2 separate regions of the Siniperca chuatsi genome follow, and region 1 is linked to region 2. The links are chromatin contacts, called in public Hi-C maps. All regions are on one chromosome and are shown on one strand. The core of a region is the stretch at or near the end of the contact, and the rest is flanking DNA. Distances in the headings are between cores, read along the strand shown. Region 1 overlaps fes (tyrosine-protein kinase Fes/Fps). Region 2 holds the start of furina (furin (paired basic amino acid cleaving enzyme) a).

Region 1 (6,396 bases), core at 2,866-5,365, 100 kb after region 2:
GAAGGAGAAACTGGACCAGTTGGGCTCCAAAGAACCTCCCTCTGCTCTAAATCTGGACCCAGACATTGTCTCACTTTTGTCCAACACAAGCAATGTATGTTCTTCTTTCCTTTGTCTTTTTTTAGCTTTTGATCTAATTTTTATTGTATTATATTACATAATTGTATGAGTTCTGTCAGTTCTGTCAGGTTTAAAAAAAGTGCTTGTGTGATGAATGTAAACTCAGAAAACAAGCCTTGGTACTTATAGAACCAATCTTTCTTTCTGTATTTTATCTAAATCTAAACAGACAGAATGACTTACTTAATCTGTTTACATACTGTTTTGTAACAGAGGTGGGACAAAGTCATTGTTTTGGAAGTCACGGGTAAGTCTCAAGTCTTGGATATTAAGTCCCAAGTCAAGACCGACAAATTCCAAGTCAAGCCCAAGTCCTCAACTTAGTGTTTTGGGTCCTTTACTGACACCCATCAATGACAGAAAGCTAATGTCAGACATTGCTGCTTGTTTATTGATTTTTACAGACAACATTTAGGCTAAATATTACCACACTATGTGCTATGGGCTATGTAGTACTTAACACCAGCTCTTAGGTAACCCTAGCTTAAGCCATCGCGAGCCAAAGAACAGTAATGCTGTCTGATTTTTGTGCAGTCTCAAATATCGAACAAAGTTGGAAGCTGTCGCGTCTCCATTTGGATTTTATTTCGCTTGTTGCCGTCCATTTTTTATTACCAGCAACAAAATATGAGGTATCATCTGTTGTCTGTCTACTGGTCTGTAGTGACGAACACACTGTTCTCTCCTGCTCACGCAACATGATTGGCTGCCTTTAAATTGATAATATTGAAGTACGTCTATTTGCAGGAAAAAACAGTTTATTCGCTTCACACTCACACAAAATTATTGGTACAGATATCCACTGTCCCCAAAGGAATCCTGATAACTTCCTCCAACTTTTCCTCTAGTGCGACCAGCTGGTCAAACTTTTAATTTGTGCAGTACTTTTATGACCAAATACCTGCAAAATTAATGGCATTCCCATCAGCCTCAGCTGTACTTTGTGTTTATTAGAAAATGTTAGCATGTTGACATGCTAGACTAACATGGTGAACATGGTATAAGTATTATACCTGCTTAACATCAGCATGTTACCATTGTCATTGTGAGCATGTACAGCAGCTATTCCTGGAGCAAAGCAGCCTTTTCAATGAATAAGTTGACCCATAATCATAACCCTGCTATCTTTACCACCAAACAACTCTATCTAACTGGACCTACAGAATAAATATAGTATAAAATAATTTTATAATAGCCTTGCAAGTTTTATGTTTTAAGTATGTTTTCTGCATTTTTTGCTTTTATTTTGATAGTAACAGTAGAGAAGTGAAAGAAATGAGGAAAGAAATGAGAAGAGAGGACACTCACTGGTTTTGCCAGTTATTATACATTTTTACTAACCAACATGATGTGCTCTGGATCTTTTTTTTCAGGACCACAGCCGAAGCTCTTCCAAACTCCTCATGGACGGGATTATAAGCAATCTGAGTGGCCTGTTTAAACCCAAATGTGAGGTAGGTTAAACAGTGAATTACAATCAAGGCACAATAATTACACACAAAGCAATGAGTGATTGAGTAAAAGTTGTTATACTAAACTGTATGGCATTACATTGTACGCACAAAACAATGTCAATTTCTGAGTATGTTGTTGAAGGACATTTTTAAAGGAAGGACACTTGTTCCACTTGAAGGACAATTCCCCTCCTCACTCCTCCACCTCCCTGCCTTTAACTTTAACTGCAGTGTCTGTTTTTGTACACTCAAACCTCTAACCACACAACAAACAATTCATCATGTTTTGGAGAAAGTGCCAGAGTTTGAAAGTGTATCCTCTGCACGGCTGAGTTTGCTCAAGCACATGATCTTTCTTTGGGGTCTCGTGCTCCTGAAGGCACCGTTGGATTAAATGAGGTCAGCTTTGAGTCAGCTGCCTGACCTAAAACTAAGTTTACTTCTCAGGCAGCCAGTTTACATTTCATCGTTTTATCATCACTGACAGATGATAGCACACACAGAGCCATGATGCAGCTGTCCTGCACACAAACTCTCCACAGGAAAAGGCCTCGTGCAGTCAGTCTTTCAGTTTTTAATCTGTCAGAAGGATAAGAATGACTGTGTGCATGCTGTAACAGATGATCTTGAGCAAATAATATTTTACTGTCTGTAATGTACTGGACTTCAAGTCTGAATCATTTGCTGCTTTTCTTTAAGTGTGAACTACTTCTTGCTCTCCAACTCCCCACTCTGTGGTACCCTGGAGGCATGGAAGTTGGTGCGGTTAGGCTTCAAAGTATTACAGACTCTTCTTTGAAGTATCTCCGTATAATCTGTGCAGAATCAGCCTAAAATCCATCATCTGTCACTTGTTATTGTTTCATTATTCATGTCTTTAAAGATTCTGCTTTTCTCTCTTCCTGCCTCCAGGTGCTTCCGGTCCTCACCCTGGTGCAGGAGGTCGATCGTCCTCTGGGGCAGCAGGACTGGTACCACGGAGCCATTCCCAGACTGGAGGTCCAGCAGCTGCTGAAGAATGACGGAGACTTCTTAGTGAGGAAGAGTCAAGAGAAGCAGGGTTATGTGCTCTCTGTGCAATGGGATGGATCCTGCAAGCATTTCCTCATTCAGAACACTGATGTAAGTAAATCTGCTCAGTGGAAGAAAACACTTTTGTAGAGAGTTGTAGAAGTACATTTTACATTATATGTAGACCCTGTGTGTTTCTGTGTGCATTTTACATCATATGTGTTTGAATATGTCTGTTTTGAATGATCAAGATCACTGATATTGCTAAAATTATTAGATGTAGTTTCCTTCCCTATTTTGCCTATATATGAGGAAGTTACGAGAGCATGTAAATGATACATGGCTATTTTCTACCTGGTGTTAAATTGCAAATTAAATGGAAGTTTAGATTTTTAGAATGAATGCAAACTAGATATGGGACAAGTTATTTAACCATTCAACAATTTAAAAAGCTATTTTGTTATATGTGTTTTTTTTCATTATGCCGTGAAGTTTTTCTCCTTCCTGTTTGTTTGCACATTTACAGTTCACTTCGGTAAATGCTTTCCCATGTGTGTCAGTAGACTCTGTACCGTCTGGATGGAGAAGGCTTCCACAGTATCCCGCAGCTGATCCATCATCTACTATCCTCACGACAACACATCACCAAGAAGTCTGACATAGTGCTGAAGAAACCTGTACTGAAGGTACTGCTGTAACACACACGCGCACGCACACACACACACACACACACACATGCGTTTACTTATGTCACTTATGGGGACATTACATAGACTTACGTTCATTTCCTGGAGACTTACCTAACCCTAACCAATACTTGCCTAATACTAACCTTAACCTTAACCATAACCTAACCCCTATCCCAATTGGGGACAAAGCTTTTATCTGTTATTAAAGCTTCAACTGTTATTAAAGTACTTGCCTAGTCATCACAGATGAGCACATATGCAAATCTAAACTTGCTCTCTAATGATCTTTCTTTCAGATTGTGTTACCTTTTCTTTTCTCTCCTCCTTGCTAGTAACACAGTTTAAAACAGTAGTATTATATGTTTCTTTTTCTTAATTTTTTAACCCCATTAGGACAGGTGGGTCCTGGAACATGATGATATTATCTTGGGACACTTCATAGGACGGGTGGGTGAACTTAACGTCTATTGACAGAAATGTAGAAGCGAAGTTTTATCTATAATTGTCATGAAATTGTGCACATATGGTAACAGTTCATCAAGGAAATTGTTAACTTCAGATTAGATATGTACCCTGCTGAGTTAGAAAAGAGAGTTAAAAAAACTGTAACTGAACATGTTGGTGTTTGCAGGGTAACTTTGGAGAAGTGTACTGTGGTCGTTTACGCTCTGATAACACTCCTGTTGCGGTGAAATCCTGTAAAGAGAACCTGGCCCCAGAGCACAAGAGTAAGTTCCTGATGGAAGCCAGGTTAGTATACACACACACCCACACACACACAGTCACACACACACACACACACACACACACACACACACACACACTCCTCTTTGTACTCCTCTCCTGTGGTGTCCAGGATCCTGAAGCAGTATGACCATCCAAACATTGTGAAGCTGATAGGAGTGTGCACTCAGAAACAGCCCATCTACATCATCATGGAGCTCATTCAAGGTAAATATGATCTTGTTGGACTTGGTTATATCTCTCAGCTTGTTTACCCGACAACTGCAAGCTTTATTGTACCATCATTGCTTCCCCACTTTGCTCCTTCATCATCACTCTATATATGTGTGTTTGTGTGTGTGTCTACATATTTCATAAGGTGGTGACTTTCTCTCCTTCTTGCGGCGTGAGAGTCACAGTCTGAACCCTAAGATGTTGGTCAAAATGACAGAAAATGTAGCATCTGGCATGGAGTACTTGGAGAGCAAGAAGTGTATCCACAGGTTGGTCAATCAATCAGTCAATATTTGTACAGCCCCCTTTGTAGGGACAATAGATCTAATCATTAAATCAGGAACAGGTAAGATTGTGACTTTGTATAATTGAATTCAGAGACACTTGCATGAAGGATTTGACCATTTATAGCAAATGGTTATGCAGTTAGAATTGGTAGTGGTTTCAAAGTGAGAAGTTTCAGGCAGGCCGGATTTATAATGGCCGGACTGTACACCTGCATGAATATGATTGGATATTGTTAGTCATCTGATAGCTAAACAGCTAATGATGGTGAGCCACTAATGGTAACGCATGAATGAAACAGGTGATACCAATCAGCTAATGCAAGTGCAATTGCAAAGGACAACTGTATTTCAGTCAGGACCACTTAGTCAAAGAAACCTATATTTGATCTGCAGTTAGATTTGGGGGTATGGCTCTGTTCTGGGAGAGCAGCAGCAAGCAATGATAACAGAAATAACACTGATTAGTCAGACACGGCATGAAAGGAGGAGGCGGCTTGCAAAGCGGCTTGCAGAGGAAGCAGCAAGGATTGGCAGGCTAAAGCAGCTTAAATAAGGGGCCTTGTATGAGATTTGCCAATTGAATGAGTAGAAGAGAATCAGCTGACCCATCAGCTGATGTGGGCTGGCTTGAAATGGGCTGTTGTCAGCTGATGTAGCTGGAATTGTGAGCTGAGCTTGACCTCATGGCCTGAACTACCTGAACTAACGTTATGCTAAATTTTTGCACATTGTGTTATAAGAAGGGAAAACCTAATTGTAACAAAACACTGGAATAATTCATGTTTAAAACTGTATATAGATAATTTGTATGTTTATTTTGTAATTTATATATTTGTTATGTCTTAGATAGTGTAGGCCTAACACAAAGAAGCATCCTTAGATCAGAGGACAGTGTACCTTATGTCTAGATTTCTCCAAACTGTGTGGTGGATCAATAGCCACAATGAATTTAAGACACAGGAAACATAAAACACATTAGAGTAGTGTGTTAGACAAATTATGGTTACAGTGAAATGAATGCAGTGAGTTAAATAGTTGCATATTAAAACATGTTAATTTTACAAAAAGCCTTTATGGTTCATAATACTAAACATAATTTACTTCCCCAACATTCACTTTATCTAACTGTCAGCCAAACTACACTTTTCCCTCATCGCTTCCCAGTATGTTGATAGCAGTCAAATAGTCGATTGAAAATGAGAGATTAAAAGTTTTCTTGAATAAGTGATGTGTGTTGTGTCCTTGAAGAGGAAGCTAAAATGTGCTCCAGTGGCTGACCTACAATTTTTTTCACTTAAATGAAAAAGACAGTACAACCATGAATTCAAGTGATAACATGATGAAAGATGGATAGTGACTGCTGTCCTGACTTCATTCCACAAAAAAGAGCCTCGACTGTACTGGTTATATGACTCACAATGATCTTGAGCTGTAAAAGAAACAGGGAGCCAATGCAAGGATGCTGAAATGGGTGTGATGTGTTCTTTTCCTTCAAGAGGAAAACTGGCTCACGACCGTAACTGTAGCTACACAGAAACAGCTTCTAAAGACTGTGGATCTCTAAGTAAGCAAGAACTGGTTATAAAGATCAAACATGGGGTTTTGTATGTAGCCTATAAACAAAAAAATCTTGCTTTCAAAGCATTTATTAAAAGACAATTAGAAAAAGCTGAGGTCCAAAAACATTGCAAGAGTATGTAAAACTGAACAGCTATTTTTTGTGTGAAAATACTGTAAATGATGCAACCTGAAATAGAAGTGTATGCATGATTTTTGTAGCTTTTTAAGGGATCTGTTGTTGCATGAGTGCGATTGCGGTACTTATGGTGAGGCATCAGTGGAGGTTGTCGGTGCTCGGGAGAAGACATGAGACACCCG
Region 2 (6,567 bases), core at 407-2,906:
TGACATAAGAGATGTAATAGTAAGGGGTGAAGTTTAATATCAGAACAATTTATTGACTGGCCTGCTGTATCTGTAAATCTGAGGATTCACTAATCCCTCCTGCATGCAGGTATTTTCTATTTCTTGAGTTTGGTTCTGCATTCCAGATGAAAGTAAAATGCAATTATTACAGTCAACCTGTGCAATGGTGTTACTGAACTGATGCACAACACAGTGAAACGTTTAAGCTTTCAGGATTTATGACTTTAAGAAACAACACAACAAATAATCTGTGACCCGACTATTCAGTAGTAGTACTAGTCAAGTTACAACTTCAGCGCAGCAAGGAAACTATCTTATGTTCAGTTGCCTTTATATGTTTTAAGATTTCAAGCTTGATGAATAAAACTGATTTTGAATGTTCACCCTTTTCAGCATACTGACAGGGTTTGGTCTATATTATACTTTAAGGTTCTTAAATGGGATCTATAATCAATGAAGGTGGGTGTGTAGTATTAGCTAATTTTGTGGCCTTGTGTTGTACAGGGGCCCTGTGTGAAAAATAATTAATGTTTTAATAATAGTTTTAGCATTTTAGCAGTTTTTGTGCTCATATAGTGCTTTTTTTTTTAGCTTATTAGATAGACCCATTAGAGACATGACAGGTAATGAGGTGAAAGAGATGGGGAATGACATGCAACAAAGGTCCCTGGCCAGATGCGAACCAGGCATACATGGTGCATATTTCTAATTAAATTAACCATCAAATTATCATAGCCCAGGTGATTTGGACCAGATAGTATTATTCCAATATAGGGGTGGGCTGGAATTGGTTGGTCTGGGGAAATAATGAAGCTGCCATGCATAGTCTGCATTGTACTTACAGGGTACATAAACACTGTACAGTGGGCAGGAGGAATGTCTGGAGGTCAATAGGTGCCCAAAAGCAGTTTTTTGCCAGGGGGCCCCCAAACACAGGTTGATGTGGCCCTAAGAAAGATGCTCATTTATTATGTCTGTACTAGCAACAACAATTTTCTCAATCAAGATGACGCTTCTTGGCGTGCAGTCTGCATTTTACTGGACATCGATGAAGTGTTTTTACTATAAAAAAATATTTCCCATCTGGGAATTAAAAGCTTGTTTGGCAGCTGCCAGCCACAGCCTCGTTGTCAGGATATAAGGGTGTGATGCAGCCTGTGACCAGCAGGTGGGGGTGTAGCAGCGCTGCTGGCCGGTAAGTAGGTGTTGCTCTAACGTCTCCACTTTGTCCGCGGCCGTGACGTATTTCCTGGGGCTTGTACGGACCACTCAGCGGCACACCGGAGGGGTATCATGACTATTTATAACCAGCAATTCTCTGTTATCAATTTTTCAGTCGCTTCGCCGTGCCGTCGTCGGTTCTAACACCGCGGTGAGAGACAACAACAACCCGGGTGGAGCAGGATGTGAAAGGAAGCTGGTAAGTTGGGCCGATTGTAAGTTTCCCGTCTGCTTTAGCTTGCATTTTTTTTTTACTTGTTTAGGCTGCGTGGTCTGCGAGTTTGCAGTCTTCTCGGCTCTGGTACAGTACCACCGGGATCCCGGTTGCTGTCAGTTTGTGTGTGTCGGCTCGAAAGGGGGGGGCTCACTCACACACATGCCGAGGTGACGTCGACTGCGCCGCGTCCGGTTTCTGTGGTTGTTCCTGCGAAAAATTGCCGTGTTCGTGATCCACACTGCTCGGTCGGAGTGAGTAGTAGAAATGTGAGCAAGTGGAGGTCGGAAGTGCTCATCACGGGTGGATGAGAGGAGAGAAAAAGGGGAGGCACCTGCGTGAGAGACGGAGCAGGTCAGCCTACCGCGGTGTCAAGTTTACGTTAATCACGGCGCGGTACAGTTTCAGACATATTTGTCAAGCGGAGGAGTCATCACCGGATCAGCTCCAGCCGCTGCTCAGAGCCACATTATGACTACGTGTTGTTGTCACGGACTTAGCATGTGAGGTGAGTCCACCGACCGCGAACTCACAGCGTTTCTCCTATGAGCTGATATATTTAAACCTCTTAACTTTATCTCATAAACATTAAAGTGACTAGCGTTACAGGCCTGCGCGAGAGAAGTTTGTCCTCCTTTCGTATTCGTAACGTTACTGCGGTCACTCTCTGCTCCCTACAAACTGTCTTCTTGCTGTGTACACATGCAAACTTTTACCATACTTTAAACATTATACTCTGATATATAACCGATTACGAAGGCTTATGGCACGTAGATTCCTTTAGGACTGAACTTTGACATGAGAAGCAATCAATGCCATCTGCAAAACACAGCTGATGTTGTTGGGCTAGACTGGGCTGACCTGAAACATAATCTGGACTGATGTGAATACTAACTTTGTGTGAAAAGCGTCTTTTGGGAGGCTTCATTTCAGTTAAAGTGTAACTGAGCTGTTGCTGCTCGATGTTACAGTAGGTGTTGCATAGAAATAAGTGCGTTTCATTATGGGAGCTGACCTGCTTATGTTGTTTGTGCCTCCAGCACACTGTAATTGTATCTCTCCAGTGAGGCAATATTGAGCTGCTGATCATTATGGATAAACAAGGTTGTGGAGCCCCTTGCATGTAGTCACATGTACCAAATGAAAACAAGGCGTCTCAAATACACAATGCACATTGTTCTGAAATTAAGTGTGTGTCAGACTGCTTGCTTGCACACCATATGATGTTTCAGTCATTTTTTTTGAATATAATGGGACTAAATAGCACTCGGTTTGTGGTGCTTAAAGCGTCAAAAAACAAACAAACAAAAAAAACCCCACAGCAGACTCAACAGCAATGTCTCTTTCCAGAAATCATGACCCGGTTACTCACGATAATCCACAGACCTTGTTGTGAGCAGTTTCATGTGGGAACTATCAGTAGAAAGAAAATAGTTCCTACATGAAACATGCTCTCCAAAACTGGGCAACTCACAGCAAAACAATCTAGATGGATAAATAGCACCACAGGTAACAGGAAAATATGTATTTTTGATTTAGGGGTTAACTGTCCCTTTTTATACACTCTGCAACTTAAGAAAACATCTTCGTCTATTTGACAACAAATGCGCAGCATTTAGAAAACATGCTGCAAATACACACAACACAACCAAAGACATAAAATGACAACGGAAGTGTTTCTAGGGGACACTAAAAAGTGCTGAACACGGCTTCGACACACTTGTTGTTGACACGGTTTGTGACTCATGGAGTTATTGAAGTCTGGTCCGTGTATCATCTGTTTATGTTTGTGTTGTGGGTTTCTGACTTCTGCTAGTGCGCATGCGCTGAAAGTGACCGCTGCATGCACCTCCAAAGACCTTGCAGAGCGAAAAAGTGGACTTCTATCAGTAATTTTAATCATTTGTGAGGAGATTTAGTGTTTATGACAGATATTAATCTAGGAAATGCTATTTTTGAGCACTTGGTCACTCCAAAGTTCATAACAGGCTAAAGTCCGTCTGTCATCACTGACGAATCTGGTTATTATGTCTGATTAACAGTAGTTTTCCAACATTTTTTTCAGTTTCAAAAAATGCTTTGCAAACTTTTTCTTTGAATCTGCGTTTTCCCGCGAGGTAAGTGTACGCTGCAGATCAGACTACGCAAAGTGGAGAAACCGTAACCTACAAAACAAAATAACAGAAAAACAATGAACGGATGATACGGACTTGACTTCGTGAGTCAAAAACCTTTTTAGTGTCCCCTGGAAACACTTCTGTTGTCGTTTTGTGTATTTGCAGCATGTTTTCTAAATGCTGAGCGTTTGTTGTCAAATTGATGAAGATGTTTTCTTAATTTGCTTGTGCTTTGTCTATTTGCATGTGTTTTCTTAAGTTGTAGTGTGTTTGCCCTTGTCGGCCACCGTACCTTTTTTTTAAGTTGAGTGAGCACTGCTTTACTGTACTAGCTCTTAATGAAATGCATGTGCTGGCTCTTATCTCAGGGAAACTGAACGTAGAAAGGGAAAACTTTAGAGTTACCTGTGTAGTAGATCATATTATGGAAGTGTTTTGTATGAGCTTTGATGCTGACATTGCTGCAGGAAGTCTGAAGTAGATGGGCAAAACAAAAAAGAACAACAGACAACAGAGGTTTTGTTATTGTTTGCAAGCACTCAAATTGGGCTAGCTGAAAGTCAAGCCATTAGACCTGAGATGGGTTTTACAACATAAACAAAGCTTACTCGAGAAGATGATGAAGCAAACACACTCAATACTTTGTGAACAACTACAGTGTCTATACCTTATACCACAGCTGTGATGTCGTGTTTGGTCTTGGTTACTTACTTTTAAAACACTGAAACTAAGCAGCAGGGATACATTTTTTTCTCAACTAAAAAGCAAAGTGGTGAAAACCTACCAAATTAGAGAGGTAAAAATCCACTCCTGTTATTTAAAAACCTTCATTCAGGAGGGCAAACAATGTGGCAAAGGAGGTGTTAGTTGAAACACAAAGGTGTTTTTCTACTTCTCGGCATCCTGAAGAAAAGCTTTTATACTCACAATTGTGCCAGGATCTGTATTTATACAGCTCTTACACTCCAGAGGTGAACATTCCCACCATTTTGTTTCCTGTTTTTTTCCCCATTACTTGGAGCTCCTGTGGACTTCCAACAGAGGTCCCAAAGCTCTCACAGTGCCACTGTTTAAAAAAAACAAAACAAAAACAAACATTAGAATTAATAACATCTAATTCAAAAGCAGTCTCTGTCAGTGTCCTTGAGTAGACTCCTGCTTTCTGTGATATTCAGCTCATAGTGAAAGCCTTGTGTCATCCAGACGCTTTTATTCAGTGTACAAAGAGAATTCTGCAAATATGAAAATTCAGCTGCCTTTGTGCTCCTGTTTGCCTAAATGCTGTATCTTATATGAAAACTGTCTTTTTGAAAACATTAGAATAAAAATCTGCACACAATATTAATCCCTTGAGTTTAACATCTAAAATACTCATAGCGACGCAGAGGACAGAATCCAGATCTGTAGTCACACGCTGTTTTGCTGATATGATTCAGGCTACGTTGTCATTCCAATTCATGCACTGTGTTTTTAAACATGCAGATTGTTCGGGAATAACCAGGCAGCATGACTAAGATTCAAAACATTTGCTTTAAAACCCTAATCTGTACTCGTAGAGTAAGTGCCCTTGCTGTGATGCAGATTCACAAGATGTTATTTATTTGAATGCAGATTCAGCTAACACTGCAACCTGAAGCACTAATTTGAGAGTAAACATGGCAAACATATAAAACCTAAGTGGGGAAACCAAACAATCAAAAAGTTTAAAGCATAGTCTTTGTGATAGTAATGGTCTGATTGTTAACTTGTTGATAACTGCTGGTAATTAAAGACCACGCTTTGTAAAATAGAAGCTTGGTGAAGTGTTAGACCAGATACACTGCAGTGATTTGCTGAACTCATGCTTATGGGAAAAAAGTCTTAGATTCAGCAGCGAACACAATGTGATTTTTTTTTTTTCATTTTATTTAATTTTTTATTGATTTATTATTTTTTGGAGTTTATGGAATATTCATGAATTAACCTAATGCTGTCAATATTTTTGTCATTTCATCAGTTTGCCACACACAGCTTGTTTTATTGAGTTCATGTGTGTCACAATGTGAGAAAAAGCAGTAATAACAAGGTATTTGAAAGTGAGAAAAGGGTCATATGGCCAAATGCATTTGAGTTTGTTTTTATCTCCATTAAAATGTAAATAAAAAACTGATGAGGTGTAAACTGTTTCCTTTTTAAAACGTCCTGATGAGTTCAGTAATGAGGCTGGTTTTATCCTTTGGGTTTAATGATACTTGGCTAATTATAATTTGGTGCAGTTTTTTCTGTTATAACCTCTGTTATCACAGTCTGGCATATGGTATCATTTAACACTAAAGACCACTCAGTGCGACGGTCAGCTTCTCCTTGGTCTCTCACGAACAGTAAAGTAGTTGGGCAGTTGTTATATCATGGCGTGTGGTTTTCACACTGACGTATAAGAAACTGAGTGGTTGAGCGCCCAGATGAAGTCACAGGCGTCTGTGCTTAAAGTCCGTTTGTGTGTCTGGAAATCAAACGGCGGTTTGGAAACGTTCACGCTCTTATTTACTTGTTGCGTCAGAGGACAAAGTTGAGTGAGTCATGCCACCAGACTTATCTCTTGCTTTTCCTATCTTTCTTGTTAGCTTAATTTCTTTGTATGCTGTGTTTTAGAATTTTGATTAATTTAAAGCTGATAAATATTTTGGCAAATATTAGCTTAAATAGGCTCAAAAGTGAACTCTGGCTTTCAAACTGATGGAAAATTCAGATGTTAGGCAATTTTTGTTTGCCTTCAATTTCAGTAGGAACTGTGATACAAAAAGTAAATGTGTAATTAATGTTGGGTGTGGATCCTTGCTGCCTGATTTTCTGTGTTTTTATAAAATATGCTTAACTGAGCAGGAGGGAAAAATTAATAAGGCAGTGGAGGGATTGGGTTTTACTGAAGGTCGGTGCATTGAAAGACAACTCTACTTTTGAGAGACACTATTTGCACCTGCTTTTGTTCTGCTTGGTTTAATATACACAGTGCTT

What was found. Hi-C and Micro-C count contacts between places; a contact is called where the count stands out from the background.
Region 1: a contact with region 2 is called in a Hi-C map of liver, with 3 times the contacts expected there. The contact joins the enhancer-like site here to the promoter of furina in region 2. A contact is called at or near these places in 2 of 3 Hi-C or Micro-C datasets (liver and skeletal muscle).

What each region holds. Positions count from the first base shown.
Region 1 is chrLG1:18,809,351-18,815,746 of ASM2008510v1, forward strand. fes (tyrosine-protein kinase Fes/Fps) reads left to right here. Exons shown (of 17, transcript XM_044203171.1): 8 at 1-94; 9 at 1,494-1,574; 10 at 2,487-2,696; 11 at 3,149-3,271; 12 at 3,906-4,024; 13 at 4,131-4,225; 14 at 4,377-4,500. Among protein-coding and RNA genes, the nearest start is that of fes, 12 kb to the left of the region's middle. Within about 2 kb of position 4,116, the one cell type or tissue checked has an H3K27ac peak away from gene starts, as active enhancers do. A contact at or near this core is called in liver, where this site is marked.
Region 2 is chrLG1:18,711,050-18,717,616 of ASM2008510v1, forward strand. furina (furin (paired basic amino acid cleaving enzyme) a) reads left to right here and starts at 1,657. Exons shown (of 16, transcript XM_044206876.1): 1 at 1,657-1,964.